Regions from separate parts of the Callithrix jacchus genome. Here region 1 is linked to region 2. The links are chromatin contacts, called in public Hi-C maps. All regions are on one chromosome and are shown on one strand. Each heading gives the region's core, a stretch centred on a gene start, on an enhancer-like site or on the middle of the called end of the contact. The rest is flanking DNA. Distances are from core to core; before and after follow the strand shown.

What was found. A called contact is a pair of places that touch in the nucleus more often than the background predicts.
Region 1: a contact with region 2 is called in a Hi-C map of skeletal muscle, with 4 times the contacts expected there. The contact joins the enhancer-like site here to the promoter of KIF1B in region 2. A contact is called at or near these places in 2 of 3 Hi-C or Micro-C datasets (both in skeletal muscle).

The regions. Positions count from the first base shown.
Region 1 is chr7:48,122,842-48,130,320 of calJac240_pri, forward strand. All of the region lies in intron 2 of KIF1B (kinesin family member 1B), which reads left to right. Among named protein-coding and RNA genes, the nearest start is that of KIF1B, 41 kb to the left of the region's middle. Within about 2 kb of position 5,295, at least 1 of the 16 cell types and tissues checked has an H3K27ac peak or open chromatin away from gene starts, as enhancers often do. A contact at or near this core is called in skeletal muscle, where this site is marked.
Region 2 is chr7:48,082,314-48,089,399 of calJac240_pri, forward strand. KIF1B (kinesin family member 1B) reads left to right here and starts at 3,456. Exons shown (of 47, transcript XM_078330358.1): 1 at 3,456-3,757.

The sequences.
Region 1 (7,479 bases), core at 4,045-6,544, 42 kb after region 2:
TCTCCTGCCTCAGTCTCCTGAGTAGCTGGGACTACAGGCATGCGCCACCATGCCCAGCTAATTTTTGTCTTTTTAGTAGCGACGGGGTTTCACCATGTTGACCAGGATGGTCTCGATCTCTGGACCTTGTGATCCACCTGTCTCAGCCTCCCAAAGTGCTAGGATTATAGGTGTGAGCCACTGCGCCTGGCCAAGAAAACAATATTTTGAATATTTACTTTATGCTAGGCCTTGAGCCAAAACATGAGAATTAATGACAGTTCTGTATAGTTAGGCACTATCATTATTATTATTATTATGATGCCCATTTTACAGATAAGAAAATTCAAAATTAAGGCTTACAGAGTTTATTACATGCTTATAAATGGACCTAGGGTAACATTAGATACTTAGAGTAGGATCACATTAAAGCCTCTAAAGCAGTGGTCCCCAACCTTTTTGGCACCAGGAACTGGTTTCGTGGAAGACAATTTTTCCATAGATGGGGGTGGGGACAGATGGTTTTGGGATGAAACCATTCCATTTCAGATTATCAGGCATTAGTTAGATTCTCAGAAGGAGCAGGCATCCTAGATCCCTCACATGTGCAGCACACAATAGAATTTGTGCTGGTATGAGAATCTGATGCCACCACTGGTCTGACAGCTCGCTTGCCTGCTGCTCACCTCCTGCTTTGTGGCCTGGTTCCTTAATAGGCCATGGACAGTACCTGTCTGTGATGCAGGGGTGTGGACCCCTGCTCTATGGTATTCTACTTCATGGGTAAAATTTTTTTTTTTTTAAGACAGAGTCTCACCCTGTTGCACAGGCTGGAGTGCAGTGGCGCAATCTTGGCTCACTGCAACCTCTGCCTCCCAGGTTCAAGAGATTCTCCTGCCTCAGCCTCCCAAGTAGCTGGGATTACAGGTATCTGCCACCATGCCCAACTAATTTTTCTGTTTTTAATAGAGATGGGGTTTCACCATGTTGGCCAGGCTGGTCTCAACTCCTGACCTCGTGATCTGCCCACCTCGGCCTTCCAAAGTGCTGGGATTACAGGCATGAGCCACTGTGCCTGGCCCTTCATATGTAAAATCTGTTAAAATGTTTTCTAGAAATATTTTTTAGGTTAGCTTACCTTTTTCTTTCTTTCTTGCTTGCTTTTTTTTGAGACAGGGTCTGGTTATGTTGCTCAGGCTGGTTGGAGTGTGGTGGTGCTCTAGTGGCTCACTTGTAGCTTCAGCCTCTTGGGCGCAAGTGATCCTTCTTCCATAGCTTCCTGAATAACTGGGACTACAGGTGCATGCTACCATGCTTGGCTAATTTTTTGTGTTTTTAGTATAGATAAGATCTCACTATGTTGCCCAGGCTGGCCTCAAACTCCTAGGCTCAAGTGATCCTCCTAACTCAGCCTCCCAAAGCTCTGGGATTACAAGTGTGAGCCACTATGTTCAGCTGACATAATGCTTTTGATGTAGGAATGGACTCATCTCTCTTGCTGCCCCTGCAACACCAGATACTGGGACTCATGGATTTCTTATGCAAAATGTAGCTGTTATGGGAGTCTTTAGGTTATACAAATGGAAAGCAAAGTTCCCAGATGTTCTACAGTGGTTGACGTGTTCTGTCATCTGGTCTCTGCACTTCAACTCATGCCTTCTTATTTTGGTTTAATGATTAAATGGAATATTACTATAATTACCGAATATCAAGAGTTTAAAACAAGGTAAAATACCTATTTAAGAAAAATTAACATATGTGTAAGTGTTTTGCTCATTTAATTCTGTAAATTAGGTATTACCTCAATTTTAGAAGACACAAAAGTGCAGTAATACCCAAGGTCACAAAACATCTAAAGTTTTGTTTTTTTTTTTCTCTTTTAGACGAAGTCTTGCTCTGTTGCCCAGGCTGGGGTGCAGTGGCGCGATATCTTGGGTCACTGCAACCTCTGCCTTTGGGGTTCAAGCGATTCTCTTGCCTCAGCCTCCCAAGTAGTTGGGACTACAGGCATACACCACTACACCCAGCTAATTTTCGCAAATACAGTATTTTTAAATTGTTCTTTCATGTGTTTAGAATATTGGGCCAGGCATGGTAGCTCATGCCTGTAATTCAAGTACTTTGGGATGCTTAGGAAGGAGGATTGCTTGAGCCAGGAGTTTGACACCAGCGTGGGCAACCTGGCAAAGCCCTGAGTCTCTTCAAAAAAATTTAAATATTGGCTTGGCATGGTAGCCCACACCTGTAGGCCTAGCTACTTGGGAGGCTGAGGAGCGAGGATCACTTGAGCCCAGGAATTCTAGGCTGCAGTTAGCCATGATTAAGCCACTGCACTTCAGCCTGGGTGACAGACCAAGACACTGTCTGGGGAAAAAAAATTGATTTGTTTTTGATAGAGGCAGTTATTTATTCATTTTGTAATGGAGTCTGGGTCTTGTTGCCCAGACTGGAGTGCAATGGTGCAATCTTGGTTCACTGCAAACTCTGCCTCCCAGGTTCAGACGATTCTCCTGCCTCAGCCTCCCAATTAGCTGGGATTACAGGCGTGCACCACCACGCCTGGCCAGTTTTTGTAATTTTAGTGGAAACAGGGTTTCTCCACGTTGGTCAGGTTGGCCTCGAACTCTCTATCTCAGGTGATTGGCCTGCCTCAGACTCCCAAAGTCCTGGTATTACAGGCGTGAGCCACTGAACCCGGCCAGAAGCAATTATTTTAAAAGCAGCTTGGGGTGGGTGCAGTGGCACGCACCTGTAATCCTAGCATTTTGGGAGGCTAAGACAGATGGATCACCTGATGTCAGGAGTTCAAGATCAGCCTGGCCAACATGGTGAAACCTCATCTTACTAAAATACAAAAATTCTGGGCACAGTGGCTCACACCTGTAATCCCAGCACTTCAGGAGGCCGAGGTGGGCGAATCACGAGGTCAGGAGTTCAAGACCAGCCTGACCAATATCTCTACTAAAAATTAGCCAGATGTGGTGGTGAGCATCTGTAGTACCAGCTACTCAGGCTGCTGAGGCAGGAGAATTGCTTGAACCCAGGAGGCAGAGGTTGCAGTGAGCTGAAATTGCACCACTGCACTCCAGCCTGGGAAGGTGAGTGGGACTCTGTCTCAAAATAATAATAATAATAATAATAAGAATAATTATTATTATTAACTGAGCATGATGGCAGGTGCTTATAATCCCAGCTACTGAGGAAGCTGAGACAGGAGAATTGCTTGAACCTGCGAGGCGGTGGGTGCACTTAGCTGAGATCACACCACTGCACTCCAGCCTGGGAAGGTGAGTGAGACTCTGTCTAAAAAAAAAAATAAAAATAAAAGCAGCTTGGTTTTGAAGATGTAAGTTAGGAAAATCTATTAGTTTCAGAAGCTTCGAAGGTCTGGGAGAAAGGAATATTGACAAAGAAGAAAAGGATTTTGTGTGAATTGAGGAAGTTAACTCATTAGTGTAGTTTTTGTTTATTTCTTTGTTTCTTTTTTTACTGAGGAAAAGAGAACAAAGGTATAAGATTGGAGTAGTCTTTCAGTCATTCTTTGTAGAATTGGTAGCTAAAAGGCTGAGTGAAATATGACTTAAAAGCTTTATTGGCCAGGCACAGTGGCTGACCCCTGTAATCCCAGCACTTTGGGATGCCAAGGCAGGTGGATCACCTTAAGTCAGGAGTTAAAGACTGGCCTGACCAACATGGTGAAACTCTGTCTCTACTAAAAATACAAAATTAGCTGGGTGTGGTGGCATTTGCCTGTAATCCTAGATACTTGGGGGCTGAGGCAGGACAATCACTTGAACCCAGGAGGTAGAGACTGCAGTGAGCTGACGTCCCACCATTGCACTCCAGCCTGGGCAACAAGAGCAAAACTCCCATCTCACACGCACAAAAAAGCTTTATCATTTATTTTGTGGCCCTGTCTTATGGTTCAGAGGGCCACTTTCTAAAAGTTTTTTGAAAGCAAATTTTCTAGAGGCTTGAAGTGTTCATTATCACCATGTTTTTGAGGGTGAGAATTACCTCAGAGGGCATGCCTTGTCTCATTATTGTTCTTATTGCTGAGCTACTGAAACCTAGAATCTGACTAACACAGTATGACACTCATTTCCGTTTTCTTGGTAGAATTTGTGTGGTCATTCATGTTTTAGGAACTACAATCCTCTTAGTTCCTATTTATTTATTTATTGAGATGGAGTCTGGCTCTGTTGCCAGGCTGGAGTGCAGTGGCGCCATCTCACCTCACTGCAAGTTCCAGCTCCCTGGTTCAAGCAATTTTTCTGCTACAGCCTCCCGAGTAGCTGGGATTACAGGTGCCCACCACCACACCCAGCTAATTTTTGTATTTTTAGTAGAGATGGGGTTTCACAATGTTGGCCAGTGTGGTCTCGAGCTCCTGACCTTGTGGTCTGCCCACCTCGGCCTCCCACAGTGGTAGGATTACAGGTGTGAGCCACCATGCCCGGCCCTCAGTTCCCACTTGGTTCACTGCAGCTTGGACCTCCCTGGGCTCAGGTGATCTTACTGCCTAAGCCCCCTCAGTAGCTGGGAGTACACGAACACACCACCATGTCTGGCTAACTTTTGTATTTTTGGAGAGATGGGATTTCACCATGTTGCCCCGCTGGTCTCAAATTCCTGGACTCAAGTGATCTCCTGCCTGAGCCTCCCAAAGTGCTGGGATTGTAAGTATGAGTCGCCATTGCCTGGCCATAAAGAGAGTTTTTTATTTTTATTTTTTTTTGAAACAGAGTTTTGCTGTTGTTGCCCAGGCTGAAGTGCAGTGATGCAGACTTGGCTCACTGTAACCTCCACCTCCTGGGTTCAAGCGATTCTTTTGTCTCAGCCTCCCGAGTAGCTGGAAATATAGGTGTGCACCATCACGCCTGGCTAATTTTTTATATTTTTAGCAGAGATGGGGTTTCACCATGTTGGCCAGGCTGGTCTCCAACTCCTGACCTCAGGTGATCCGCCCACCTTGGCTGGCCTCCCAAAGTGCTGGGATTACAGGCGTGAGCCACTGCTCCCTGCCCATAAAGAGAGTTTTAAACAATGCGTATAGTATGATTTTAGTGGGGTGGCCACTTACACGTACATGTGCACATGTATCAATGAAAATGCCTTCCTACCTTTAGCCTTGGCAATGCTGCATTTAGGGAATAAGCATTTAAATGATGGTGTCTTGGCTAACAGTGTGAACTCTGGAGCCAACCTCTCCAAAATTATATCCTGAATCTGGCACTAGCTAGGTCTGGAGCCATTAATAAGTTATTTAACCTCTCTTGATGGTGTCTTTATCTGTAAAATGGGGGTAATGAAACATCTGCCTTATTGAGTGGTTGGGAGCATAAAATAGGTTAGTAGTTCTGGTGTGGTGGCTCATACCTGTAATCCCAGCACTTTGAGAAGCTGAGGCATGAGTATGGCTTGAGCCCAGGAGTTTGAGACCAGCCTGGGCAACACAGTGAGATCCCATCGCTACAAAAAATAAAAACAATTAGTTGGGTGTGATGGTATGAAGCTATGGTCCTATCTACACAGGAGGCTGAGGTGGGAGGATCACTTGAGCCCAGGAGGTTGAGTCTGTACGGAATTGTGATCGTATCACTGTACTCCAGTCTGGGCCACAGAGTGAGATCCTGTCTCAGGGGGGAGAAAAAGGGGTTAGTAGATAGAAAGTACTTATGGCTCAGAGTAAGTGTTCTGTGCACGTTGGCTGTTTTTTAAATCTTGTATTTAATACCTCTTTGGTTAGAAGTACACTGCTTTGCTTGGATTACCATTTGTATGTAGAGAGGTGTTCTTTCTAGAACCATGTCTCCTTGTCACATGATTATGTACAGTGTGAGCTTTATTAATACTCTGTCAGCATTTGAGGTTGGAACATAAGTGCATGGTTATACCCAGTGGAATCCAGCAAGAGAGAGAATCCTAAGAACCATAGCAACTGTTGCTATTTGTGTACTGAGTAGCAGCTGTCCGAGACAGATTTATTTTTTAATCCTGATCTCACTGATAGCCTAAGATACGGCCTTGCCTCAAAAGTGTGGATTGGTTGAGATGTCCAGTCTTTGAGGAGATTTCATGACCGCATGCCATAAAGATTCATGTGAAATTTGAGGAGCTAAAGCTTTGTGTGTATGAGTGAGGGAGAAAGATTAAGTTTTAGCATTCATAGTCAGTCCCTGAAGTATAATGTGGCTAGATTAATGACATGAGAAATCACTCTTAACATGGGCAGTGAGACTTCGTGCATTTCAGTCAAAAAAATAATTTTGCTGTAATATGGTTCATTTCCAAATTTTGGCTGCAAACTAACCTAGAGAGGATAAAAAACAGAATATTTACTGAGTGTCTACTTTAGGCCAGGGTCTGTTCTGAATACTGATAGCATGGTTAATTACATTCTAAAATAACTTAGTCTGTGATTCCACTGTATACTACATTACGTACATACACATACATACACGTTTACATACTTGTCAACCGTAGATTTTAGAAATAATAGAGTTGATCCTGAGGGGAGGCAACTCCTGTAAAATTTTAAAAAACTAGAAAAAAGAAGGAACATTTGTTATGAGTGCTTCATTAGCAAATGCTTTTCTGAAGTAGCAAGTAAGATCTTTAAAAAGAGCTTCTTTCAAACAGTGGTTGGATTCATTCAATAATTTTCTGATTTTCACTTTTTTTTTTCTTGAGATGAAGTCTCACTCTGTTGCCCAGGCTAGCTGCAAATTCTGCCTCCTGGGTTCAAATGATTCTCTTGCCTCAGCCTCCAGAGTAGCTGGGATTACAGGCACGTACCACTACGCCTGGCTGACTTTTCTATTTTTAGTACAGATGGGGTTTAATCATGTTCACTAGGCTGGTCTCAAACTCCTGACCTCGAGTCATCCACCTGCCTTGATATCCCAAAGTGCTGGGTTTACAGGTGTGAGCCACTGCACCCAGCTCCATTTCCGATGTGTTCCAATATTTCTGTGCTTAACAGGTGCCTTGCAGTACTAGTGTGGGCCAGGTGTGGGGGCTCATGCCTATGATCCCAGCCAGCACTTTGGGAGGATGAGACGGGTGGATCACCTGAGGTCAGGTGTTCGAGACCAGCCTGGCCAACATGGGAAACCCTGTCTCTACCAAAAATACAAAAATTATCTGGGCATGGTGGTGGGGTGCCTGTAATCCCAGCTACTCAGGAGACTGAGGCAGGAGAATTTCTTAAGCCTGGGAGGTGGAGGTTGCAGAGAGATGAGATCATGCCACTGCACTCCAGCCTGGGGAATAGAGTGAGACTCTGTCTCCAAAAAGAATAGAAATAGTAATGTGGTTCATTTCCAAATTTTGACTGCTAACTTAACTAGGGAGAATAGAGGTTGTCACAGAATATTTACTGAGCATCTACTTTATATCAGGATCAGTTCCGAATACTGGTAACACACAGTTAATACTGTTGGTCTGGTTTTTTAAGTTCCATGTATAAATTACCTCTTAAAACTGTGATTATTTTTT
Region 2 (7,086 bases), core at 2,206-4,705:
GCCCAGATACTTTTTATATTTTTAGCAGAGACGGTGTTTCACCTTGTTGACCAAGATGGTCTCGATCTCTTGACCTCATGATCCACCAGCCTCGGACTCCCAAAGTGCTGGGATTACAGGCGTGAGCCACTGCACCCAGCCCAGGAAGACTTGATTTTTAAAAAAGATGCCATTAAAAATAGCAATAAAGGCCAGGCTCGGTGGCTCACACCTGTAGTCTCAGCACTTTGGGAGACTGAGGCTGATGGATCACTTGAGTCCGGGAGTTTAATACCAGCCTGGGCTACATAGTGAAACCCAATCTCTACAAACAAATAGAAAAATTAGCCATCTAATTGTGCCTACAGTCCCAGCTACTCAGGAGGCTGAGGTGGAAGGATGGATTGAACCAGGGGCAGAGGTTGAGTCTATGGTGAGCTGTGATCACACCACTGCACTCTAGCCTGGGTGACAGAGTGAGACCCTGTCTAAAATAATAACAATAACAATAATAATAATAATAATAATAAAGTCTTTCTATTAGAAAGGAATAGTTTGGGTCAGACACGGTGGCTCATACCTGTAAACCCAGCACTTTGGGAAGCTAAGGAGGGTATATCATGAGGTCAAGAGATCGAGACTGTCTTCGCCAACATGGTGAAACTCTGTCTCTACTAAAAATACAAAAGTTAGCTGGGCATGATTGTGCACGCCTGTAATCCCAGCTACTCAGGAGGCTAAGGCAGGAGAATCACTTGAATTTAGGAGGTGAAGGTAGCAGTGAGCCAAAATTGCGCCACTGCACTAAAGCCTGGCAACAGAGCAAGACTCCCTCTCAAAAAAAAAAAAGGAACACTTTGTATTTTTGTATATTGATTTTGTATCCAGAAACCTGAGAGTGATTGTGATAGGAGCGTGGCAGTGCGTCACCTTACTAGATTTTCTGATGTTATGTCCTTGCATTCCAGAGAACTGTCCTACCAGGTCGTGACTAAATTTAATTTTCTAGTAATTTATTTACTATTTTAAAGAGATGCTTTTGTACAGAATTTGTAATCTGAGAAACTGGCTGAGCAGAGTGACTCCATCTGTCAGAGAGGCAAAAAAGGCTTATGTGGAGTGGGCGGATTGGCCTTGGATCCTAGAGCAGCCTTCTCTGCCTTTATTGACCCTGCTCTGTGCCCTTTGGTTGGCTTCTTCTCCTGCCGATAACCCTCTTCACCGTATTTCATTTTTATTTTATTTTTCACTGAGACAGAGTCTCACTCTGTCTCCCAGGCTGGAGTGCAGTGGTGCAATCTCAGCCTCCTGCAACCTCTGCCTCTCAGGTTCAAGTGATTCTCCTGCCTCAGGCTCCCAAGTAGCTGGGATTGCAGGTATGCCCACCACGCCCGGCTAATTTTTGTATTTTTTAGTACAGACAGGGTTTTGCCATGTTGGTCAGGCTGGTCTCGAACTCCTGACCTCAAGTGATCTGCCCACCTCAGCCTCCCAATGTGTTGGGATTACAGGTGTGAGACACCGTGCCAGATTCTTGGCTACATTTTAGGTTCTTTTTAGATTGTGCTCCACTGAGAGCTCAAGCAATACAGTCATGCAGGTTTTTGTAACTCTCCATGGTGCTCATCACAGTCCTTACGCAACCAGGTCCACCTAGGATGAAGTGGTGTCTACTGTTGAATTGATGAGCTCCTGTTTATTAACCTACTGGAGTTTCATTTTTCTCTTAGCCTCAGGAAGCTCAGAGCTGAGTTCTGTGCTCAGTGGTAACGTATTTCCTTGACTCTGATTTTAAAAAATATTTTTCTGGCCGGGCCCTGTGGCTCATCCCAGCACTTTGGGATTACCTGACGACAGGAGTTCAAAAACCAGCCTGACCAACACCGTGAAACTCCTCCTCTACTGCAAAAATTAGCCAGGCGTGGTGGCCCGTGCCTGTCATCCCAGCTACTCAGGAGGCAGAGCAGGAGAATCACTTGAACCTGGTTGCAGAGGTTGCAGTGAGCCGAGAGCATGCCATTGCACTACCACCTGGCCACAGAGTGAAACTCCTTCTCAAAAAAAAAAAAAAAAAAAAAAAAATTCTTTCTAGGCATGCCTCTTATTCAAACAGCTTTAAAAAAATAGTCTGTTATTACTTGTTTCTTTTATTATCATGAATTTTACGCCTATTTTAATGCCATACAATTTCACTGCTGTATCCTTTAGTGTAAACTATGTCAAATCCTTTTGCCGGTAGGTGGAGTTTAAATTCTAAATAAAATGAGAAGAGATCAATAAAAGCGAAGAATCTGAGGACTTGAGTGGTGGTGGAGATTTTCCAGAATTACTAGTGTAGAAAATTAATTTCGATGTTTTAGTGCATATAATTGTAAATAATGTCTTTTACTCAAAATAATACTGTATTGAATTCAGGGGAAGGAATCTGATTTTACTTTCAACATCTGCTAGTAAATAAAAAACATTTCACAACCTTATAAAGTAATAGTGCCAGCCTGGGCCTGATAATTACATATGTTATCACTGAAGACGATATTGTATTACGTACTGAACTGAACTGAACTGTTTATGAACAGTGAGATTTTTATTTTGAGCTGAACCTAAATCTGATTTTAAAGAAATCACTGTCGCGTTTTTGTGTCCTCCGGGTTTCTGATTTCCACTATGCGTCCTTCAAGGGCATCTCCCAGAAGGGGGCTGGGCTCATTAACTCAGAGACGCTGCAAAGCGTTTGTTCCTCTCTTCACGGCCCTTCCGCGGTCTCCCAAGGAGACAAGTGGAATGCCCACCAAGTCATGCTTTTCCATTACTCATTCCGCCTTCTCTCCTGAGGTGGCGCGTGGGAGGTGTTGCGCTCGGGTTCGGTAAGAATAGGCCCGGCAGCTTCCCGCGGGATGCGCTTATCCCTTCGCGGGGTTCCGCTCCCACCGCGCCGCGTTCGGCCGGTTCCGCCCGCGAGATGTTTTCCAGACAGACAATGACTCCACTCGCGACGCCTCCCATGTTGATCCCAGCTCCTCCGCGAGCATCTGGACTCCTGGGCCCCGCCTCACTCTACTCTGTCAATCTTTTGTCTCCGGACGAGGAGAATTATCGGGGTGGGCTAGGCACGGCTGATGCCGACGAACGCCCTTGGGGGTCACCCGGGAGGGAACTCTGGCTCCGGCTTTGGCCAACCCCGCACCCCCACACCGCGCCGGCACCGGGGCCTCCAGGGGGCGCTCGCATGCCCACACCTCGCCGGACCCCCGTGGCCACCAGGGGGCGCTCGGGCGTCCCTGCAGCCCCCGGCAGCCGCCCCGCTCCCGGCTCCCCCTGCGATTGGCCCGCTTCCCCGAGCTCTGCTCTGTGATTGGCTGCAGTCTCCGTCCGTCGCGGGCGCCGGGGCGGGCCGAGGTGACGCGCCGAGGCCCAGCTCGGGGCGGTGTCCCGCGCCGGCGACTGCAGGCGGAGTTTCGCGAGGACCTACGCGGGGCAGTCTGACGGCAGCCCTCCTGGGAGGCGCCCGCGCGCGTCGGAGCCGCTCCCAGTCCTCCGCAGCCGTAACCGCCGGCCGTCGCCGCGCCCCGGCCTCCAGCCCTCGCGCACTCCCGCCCGCCGCCCACCTCCCACCTCTATGCGGAGCCGGGCTGCTGCGTGATGGCGCTACGGAGCGGCGCCCTGCGGCTCGCGGTGGCCGCTGCTCGCGCTGAGGTGCGTCGGTGCCCGGCCCCCAGCGCCCCCGCGCGCCTCGGCTCCTGTTGACCCGGTCTGCCCGTCGGTCCGCACCGCGGCTGAGGTGAGGCGGCAGGGCGGGAGGGGGTTGGCGCCGCGGTAGCCGGACCGGGGAGGGGGCCGTTCACGCGGCGGGGAGCGGCCGGGCCGGGGGCCGGGGGCCGGGCGGGGTCTGAGGGGAGGAAGCGCGGGGCGGGGGCCGGGTGCAGGAGCCTCGCCCTCGGGGGTGGGAACCCCTCTCTCGGCCAGCTGCGAGTCCCGGGCTGGCGTCCAGCGTCCAGCTGGGGCCCCCGCAGTGTCCCGCACCGGCCCTCCGTTTCGCCCGCGCTGCCAGGCCCCGGCTGTGCCCAGCGCCCTCTAGACCCGCCGTTGCCCGGCGGTTTTCTGGGCTCCACGCACGTTGCAGCACTGGGGGACGGCCCCGTTCCATTTGAAGCCATCGTTTTTTTTTCTTCTCCCTTTTCCCCCTTTATGGTGGGCATCGGGCTTCGGCTGGGAATGTGGGTGGTTATGCCCTTTTGCCAGATGGAGATAGGAAGGGCCATCGCTTGGCACTGGGGGAGCCGAGGGCTCGAGGCCTGGAAAGGGGGGTGAGATGGAAAGGGAGGGGGCTTGTTGGATGCTGGCCAGGTGTGAGGAAGGCTGGTGTGGTCTCGGCGTTCAGCACTGGGATTACTCAGGCAGCCATATTGGGAGGATGATCTGACAAATCCTTTAGGAGCCAAGTCCAGTTGCTGGAAGGCACCGAGTGACAGCCCTGGCAGCTTTCAGGGTGACTGGCCAGACCAGAAGCCAAGTTGTGGGGGTTGGGAGGCTGCTTAAGCAAGCTAGTCATTGTTCAGGCAACACAAAACATTCCTGGCCCTAACGCCAGAATGGAGCTTCCAGATCATTTTTTTGTTTTCCTTGATTGCTAAATGAGCTTCCAAGGTAAACTGCCGTCAAGATTCCATTCTTGTTGGGGTGAAATTCCGTGTTTTATATTCATCATCTGCGTCCATTGCGGGGGCTGTGGAAGGTCCGATGATGCTTTACAGGTGCAAACCGCGATCTGAGGATTGCTAAGGCCACTGTATCAGTATGGAGGCCTCTAGTAGCCATACAGCATTGGATGGATAGATTTTCAGAGTTGCTCAACTTGCAGAGAAGAAGTAAACCAGAATACTCTGATAGTGGGTGAGGCTTGCGGCTGCATTTCTGAGGACTCAGGCTGTCATCTTTGTGGAATCTCGAGGTAGCTGAAATTAGATTGTCAACAGATCCCTTGCTCATATCTCTTACTGCTTTGGGCAGCTGTTCTGCCACCACTGAACATTCCACTTTGTGTCGTGATGTGCCTGTCTGAGCCTGATAGAAGTGCGCTGATGAGATTTGAATAACTCTTCAGAGGTGATAGCATGGTGGTTATTTTATTTGAAGGCTGGCATTTTGTCTCCTTAGTTTAGTCAAACCAAATCTGGTTCTTGTCTTCCTCTAAGAAGTGAGGTGGTGCTTTCTGATTACGTCGGCATGGTTGTTGGGTTATGGAGCAAGTGGAGTTGTGAATGTGTTGTTTGAGGATGGAAGGTGAGAATTGCAGTTAGGTTGGTGTAAAGCAGGTCTGGAGATGATCAGTAACTGGGTTCAGCATGAGTCTGTAGATCTGTCCTTTCCTACATCCTAGATGTAGGATGTGGAGAGATGGCATGCCTGCTTTCTTCTTTGTGACCTTTGCTTTCATTCAAATTCAATTTCTTAATAAATAAAATCTCATAATTTTTTTTTTCCTTTGCAGGGGCCTATGGAAAATTCTCATAACTTCTTAGGTCGAACTATTTAAAAAATTTTGGGCTGGGTGCGGTGGCTCATGCCTTGTAATCCCAACACTTTGGGAGGCTGAGGCAGGATGATCTTTTGAGCTCAGGAGTTGGAGACCACCCTGGGCAACACAGTGGGGCTCTGTCTCTACAAAAATAAATAAATAAATAGCTGGGCATGGTGGCTCATGCCTGCTGTAGTCCCAGCTGTTTGGGAGGCTGAGGTGGCAGGATTGCTTGTGGCCAGCCTGGGCAACAGCAAGACTCTGGCTCAGACAAAAACACACAAACAAACCATAACCCCCTCCCCCCTGCCATATATATATATATATGTTTTATATAAATTAAAAACATTGGATAGGTTTTGCTAAGCATAGTCTTAACACACTATATTTTTGTCATTTTTGTCATCAAGCTTTCCTTTTAAAACTTGTTGAATCAACTGTAGCTTCAACAGATACTAGTGTTTTTTGCATTACACTAATATAAGATACAGAATGTCTGTTTTGAAATTCCATGCCCTAAGTTAGAAATACTTGTAAGTTTTTAATTTTTAGAGTTACTTTAGTATAAAGATCTGAACATTTTTGATTAAAAATAATTTCAGTGTTTGGTAAATAAAAATCAGACCTGATTGTGAATCTGAGACAGAGGCTAGATTTTGACTGTGTGCTGCTCTGCTCTGATGAATGTTTTTCCAAAATTTATCCAATTAAGTACAGCTTTTAAGGCTTAGAACAGACTGTTTCCTTTTCAAGACCAGATATGAATGCACTTTTACTTTTTTCTCTCTTTCTTCTTTGCCATTTTGATTTTGTTCAGGGAATAAATGTCCAAGAAAGTCTGCCAACTGAGTCTTTCTTAAGGCCAAAGCTTTCTAGGCCATTTTCCCACTGTGGTCTTGTCTTGGGTACAAAGTAAAGGACAATGGGCCCCTGCCTTCCTGTTTGTAATCCCCTTCCCGGGCTGCTAATCATAGTAGATCTTTTCCAGGAGGAAGCATATCCTTTTGTCTTGTAAACTAACATGATATAATTTCATAATGCTCTGAAGTTAAAGATGTTTTATATCTATTTCATGTATTTCTCTTTGAAAGATGGCCTTATTTGAACAGATACTGGTGAATTTCTGGATTCCATGAAAGAGAATGAATAAATATGCATACTTCTTGAACTTTTTTTGTGCAGCTTATCAGGATAGAAGAGAAATTAAACAGATGTGACTGTGGTAGGAAAAACCTGCAAAAGGTGCCTTGGGCTGGACACAGTGGCTCACATCTGTAATCCCAGTGCTTTGGGAGGCTCAGGCAGGAGGATCACTTCACATCAAGAGTTTAAGACAAGCTTGGGCAACATAGCAGGACTCCCATCTCTACAAAAAAACAAAACAAAACTGGGTACGGGGGTGTGTCTGTAGTCCTAGAGCCTCAGGAGGCCAAGTTGGGAGGATTGCTTGAGTTTGAGATTAGAGTGAGCTATGATAGTGCCATGGCACTCCACTCTGGGCTCAGACCTTGCCTGTTAAAAATAGAAAGATGCCTTGGACTTCTCAGACTTGAACTGTTTGGTTAGTGCCCACTGATTCATTGATGTGTCCT